2 separate regions of the Acanthopagrus latus genome follow, and region 1 is linked to region 2. A link is a contact called in public Hi-C data. All regions are on one chromosome and are shown on one strand. Each heading gives the region's core, a stretch centred on a gene start, on an enhancer-like site or on the middle of the called end of the contact. The rest is flanking DNA. Distances are from core to core; before and after follow the strand shown. Region 1 holds the start of LOC119017704 (trans-1,2-dihydrobenzene-1,2-diol dehydrogenase-like). Region 2 holds the start of nptnb (neuroplastin b).

Region 1 (2,700 bases), core at 150-2,649, 140 kb before region 2:
CCATTTAGTTGATATTAATGGTAAAAAACAAAAAATGTGTGTCTTGCTGGTATAGAACTCATCTTTAATAACTTTTAATTTATTTCTGAGTCATTTGGCTGCTGTGTAAAACACATTTCCCGTTTGTGAGTTAATAAAGGAATACTGATTCTGATAAAAAACAAATGGAGGTCAAAGTCTTCCACATGTTGCAGACTGCAGCCTCCATTGTATTCAAACTCCCTGATGTCATGTGTAGGTGTTATTGAGCTCCTCAGAGCCTCAGATTACATCTCTCCATCAATTCATTTCGGCCTGGTTTTGATGGTGTGAACTTCAGATCCTCTAACTTGCGAGCTGCCACAGCCACAACCTGTGAATACACTTTGTAGACCTGGTTTATTGAGGTGGTTTCGTTCCACCTTAATGAAAGACCCTAATGTGGTACTGAACCTGTTGTTAGTCTGTAAACTTGACCGGAGGCTGATGTGAGGGCTGTCTGACTGCAGATGATGTTCTCTTCCCCATATGACATCCATACTGACATATCACACTTTCTGCATGACTTAATTAATAAATGTGTGTATCGCTGAGATAGAACTCACCTTTAATAACTGCTTTAATTCATTGCTGAACACCTTAATTGTCACTTTCAACTACATTTGTGAATACATTTGTCTGCCAATTCCTTTTAGTGTGGTAAATCAGTTAATGGTGAATAATCTGAAGCTGCTTCAATTCATTCTTTGATGCATTAATAGTAAAAATAAAAACATTTGGTTGGTTGTGTAAGGGCGCATTAATAAACCAAAACTAGATGCCCATTTTTGTTCATCTTTACGGTAAAAAAAACAAAAGGCGGTCCAAGTGCTCGACATGTTGCAGACTTAAGCCTCCTTCGGATTTAAACTTCCTGATGTCACATTAAGTTGATATTTAACTCCTCAGAGCTCCAGCTTACAACATGTCCAGCGTTTCATTCCGGCCTGGTTTTGACGGTGTGAACTTCAGCGCGTCACAAACTGCTGACACCTGCGCCCGGGCGGGGCGGCTCGAACAAACCTCGACGTCTCTCTCCGACATCCCGCCTTCTGAAACATGAGGTGCATTACGTGTCGACGCGTCCACTCATACTGATACCTGGTGGTCCCCGGGAGGAAGAGTTTTCAGCGCCACCGTGAAGTCGTGGCTGATCTTCCCCGCGCTGCAGATCCCCCACCTGGTTGCCATGTTGGACTGACACTGATTGGGTGTCGGTGCCGGCCACAGCGGCCGCTCCCCGCCGCAAGGTGGCGCCACCGCATCAGTTTTGACTGTGTGACGTAGCACAAAAACAAACATCATGATGTGGCCATGATGATGATGATGATGGTTTGTGCTAACAGAAGCAGAAACGTGACCTCCAGATAATGATCATGAGACAAATATAACTTTTGTTCTATTTTATTTTGTTTTTCTTTGATTTGCACTTTCAGCTGCATTAGATGTATGAAAGTTGCTATTTGAATAAGATTTATTATTATTATTATTATTATTATTATTATTATTATTATTATTATTATTATTTAATCGTTTGTCTGCTATTAACCATTTTACAGTTATTTTTATTTTACTGTCATTTATATATTTGATAATAAATATTTTTTATGTCTTATGTTTTATGTTTTTGGTTTGTGTGAAGCACTTTGAGTCACATTATATGTATAAAAGGTGCTGTGTGAACAAAATTTTTTTATTATTATTATCCAGTAATTTCGTTATTTACTATTTACTATTTTACAGTTATTTATTTATTTATATTTATATATATTTTATATGATATGTTTTTCATGTGTTTTATGTTTTTGTTTTTGTCTGTGTGAAGCACTTTGAGCTGCATGTATGAGAGATACTGTATGAATAAGATGTATTATTATTATTATTATTATTATTATTATTATTATTATTATTATTTAATAATTGTAGTAGTATTAGTATTAGTATTGTATACTATCTGCTATTTTACAGTTATTATTTATTTATTTATTTATTTGTACCTCAGTCTGCATTTTATTTTTATGGTACTACTCACTAATAATGTGAATTGTTCTGTATCGTGCTTCACTGACAATTTCCTGTGTGTTAAGTGAAGTTACCTAATAATAAGAAGAACAAAAATAATAATAAATAACACACTGATATTTTTTACTCTGCACTGCATCTCTTGTGCTTCTTTTTTTCAGGGTGACATATTTTTTTTTTTTTTTTTCATGCAGTGACCAAAACTTGTTAGAGGTCAGCCACAAAACGGCCTTCCCAAAAGCAGACATGTAGAGGGACCTGTCACTTTGTCCGGGCTGATATTCATCATATTGCATAAGCCTGGATGGTCCGTGTATGAAACCCCTGTATTAAAATCAGTACATGTGATGGGGTAGAGTTGTGGCACAGAAACAGGACAACACGTATAGAGAAATATGTGCAGCATTCTGTAGTCATTCAGGAAAAAGAAATAAAATAGGCAAAAATAATGTTGATGAATTAAAATGTGCCATTTTGCATTCAAAGACTGCATCCTGCATGAACCCAGACAACCTCCATTTTTTTTAGGATCCCTGTGAGCCCAAAAGGTTGGGAACAAGTATTAAATGAGGCGTGCTCTTTGCTGACTCACAAAGGCCTTTCTCTCTGTCCTATCCTTGAAAAAGCGGACAGTGCAACCTATTTTTGTTTCGGAGAACA
Region 2 (2,700 bases), core at 107-2,606:
CCTCTGTCCTCAATCTGCGCTGCTACATGGGCGACCTCATGTGGCCGGTGGAGGTAAACTGAAGAGAGTCAGCTTGCATCTTATTCTTTTTTTCTTTTTATTGCAGACAACTACAAACAAATGAACCCCCCCCAAAAAACCACCTGAGTATTTCAAGACATTCAGAATTTGCCTCGTGGCATCATGAGGTGAATACAGACGTGTTGCTTTAGTTCATCGTGAGAGTACATTTTAAACATTCCTCTCTGTTGTTTAGTTTGAGTGAATATTCGGGGCTTGTAACTTGACTCTACAATGTAAGAAGCTCGCCTGTTGATGTATCCCTGCACCCTCTGTGCACTTTTTTTTTTTTTTTTTTGCCGGACTTCTGCTAATGGCCAGTCTGTGCTCAGCTGCAGAACAAACTTCCCTCCACTTTACAGCCCTCCCTCCAGTTTGTCCATGGGAGAGCACATTTAAAATGTAACCCCACCTGAAACTTCACACGGACCAATCAGCTCGAGCGGTGTCAGAGCAGACGGCACACCCTCCTTTGTTCGAAACCAATCAGAGTGGAAGTGTGGCATTTTGCCCGAGGGGAAAACTTACCCCTGGATGCGTTAATTACGCATCACTTAGCTGTTGCCAATGTGTTCACAACGGTGGACCCTCTTTTGGGCTTTTTACAACGACTGTCTTCATTTTTCGGTCAATCTAGTATGGAAAGTAGACAACAATGGCTTACCAGGCTGAAAAATGAACTTAGCAACAGTCCTCTGGTATCAAATGTGGCTTTTGGATTTATCCTCATGGGACTAGAGAAGCTGGTGGAGCTGGAGTTTGAGTGTCCTTGCAACCCTACATGGAACGGAGTGTTTTCATCAGCATTCTTCATCATTCCTGCCGTCATGGCCTTTACCTTGATGCTGATCATTCAAGGATGCAGATGTGATACGTGGTGCAGGAAAACTGTTTCCCTTTCCAGTTTCGTGCCTGCTATCGTGTGGCTGATTTTGTTGTTCCTCGATGGCCAATACTTTGCTTGTGCTATGACAGACTGGGAGGGTAGATTTGTACTAGTTGACAAGGCAGCTCCGCAGAAGTGGTGCGAGCCAATTAGTGAGGGAGATGTCACCCCACAAGAACTAATGCTCCGCTCGCAGCAGCTGTTTGTTTTTTCTCAGGTGAGTTGAATATTTTCTACTGCTTTTACTTAAGATTATGTAGGATGGTTGCGTGGAGACTCGTTTCTCACAGAGTATGTGCTGGAGAGAGTAGATATCCATGAAACGTAAAGTCATTACCAGGAAAACTACTAATATAGGCTCTCTTAATAGACTTTTTAAAATCAAAAATACACGTTATCTGTGGGTGTTTACTAAACGAAGTGTTGCTCTGCTCTTTGTACCCCAGGTTATAGGCATAGTCCTCCTCATTGTCATCTGTGTGGGTCTCGTAGTGTATGTAATCAGAGAAAGCTGCCAGCAAGAGGTGGAGATGCAGGATGCAGATGTAGCCGAGCTCACTGTGCTCAGGATGAGCTCTCTACGGACCAGGACATCATGAGAGGACTTACACCGCCCACCACACCTGCCATTAGCTGGCATGGACACTTTGTAAATACCTTGAACAGGCTCTACTAAGAGTCTTCATAACAATTGTCAATAAGTGCTGTTTCAGAGTTGTTTTTTTTCCTTCTCATACAAGTTGGTCATAGGTTTTAAACGGTCTGTATGAAGTTGCCGTTAATATGGACATTATTGCAAACAGGGTTTATATTTTTTTCTGTATTATCAGTGAATATGTAACCGTTGTTGTGTCAGTGTTGATCTCATACTTCAGTGCGCCATGGTGTCAGTTTTTAATCTCGTTAAAGGAATAATTCAGTATTTTGGGATATATGCTTGATTGTCTTTTTTGCCAAGAGCTTTATGTCAAGGTCGATAACACTCTTATGTCTGTCCAGTGAATATGAAGCTGCAGCCAGCAGCCTCTTAACTTAGCTTAGCTTAGCTTAGCATAACGACTTGGAATAGGGGAAAACAGTCAGCCTGGCTTTGTCCGAAGGCAACAGGATCAGCTTACCCCCTTCTCTAAAAGGACACTAAGTCATCTCTGATCTTTGTTTGTTTGATCCATACAAAAACCCAAATGTAAATATGATACTTTGATGTTGTATGGGTGGTTATGTGCAGAGCTATTTCTTATATGCAAGAAGTAGCCAGTCAACCAGCAGAAAACCCCAGGAAATTACTGCATGAAACAGGCTGGCATTTGTAACTCCTGTTGAAAGGTGAAAAATTGGTTTCCTCTCCCCGTCTGTTCAGTCTTTATGCTAAGTTTGGCCAACTGGCTGCTGAATCAAGCTTTATGTTTACTGGAGAGACATCCAGTGTTATCGATCTTCTCATATAACTCACAGCAAGAAGGCAAAGATGTCAAACTATTCCTTGAAAGTGATGGTTTCACTTTGGCACATTTTGTGTTTGTTTTTTTTTTATCGGAGATGAAATGGCCGCCAGCAGCTCTGGGAAATTCAGTCAGTACTGTTCTCTTACTCTCAACTTTTTATATCTTGAAAATAGTATTTCATTTTTCTAACCTGGAAACATTTTTTGTGCCTTTTGTATTAGCTATATCGACATAAGTGGAATCCTCCGGGCAGCTAATATTGATCTGACTAACACTAACTGACTTGTGCTATTGTTTGAGGTGTGCATG

The links. Hi-C and Micro-C count contacts between places; a contact is called where the count stands out from the background.
Region 1: a contact with region 2 is called in a Hi-C map of muscle, with 6 times the contacts expected there. The contact joins the promoter of LOC119017704 here to the promoter of nptnb in region 2. A contact is called at or near these places in 2 of 4 Hi-C or Micro-C datasets (liver and muscle).

Annotation. Positions count from the first base shown.
Region 1 is chr4:29,851,925-29,854,624 of fAcaLat1.1, reverse strand. LOC119017704 (trans-1,2-dihydrobenzene-1,2-diol dehydrogenase-like) reads right to left here and starts at 1,399. Exons shown (of 7, transcript XM_037094597.1): 1 at 1,120-1,399. The coding sequence starts at 1,323.
Region 2 is chr4:29,716,416-29,719,115 of fAcaLat1.1, reverse strand. nptnb (neuroplastin b) reads right to left here and starts at 1,356. Exons shown (of 10, transcript XM_037095415.1): 1 at 1-1,356. All of the region lies in intron 7 of rec114 (meiotic recombination protein REC114), which reads left to right.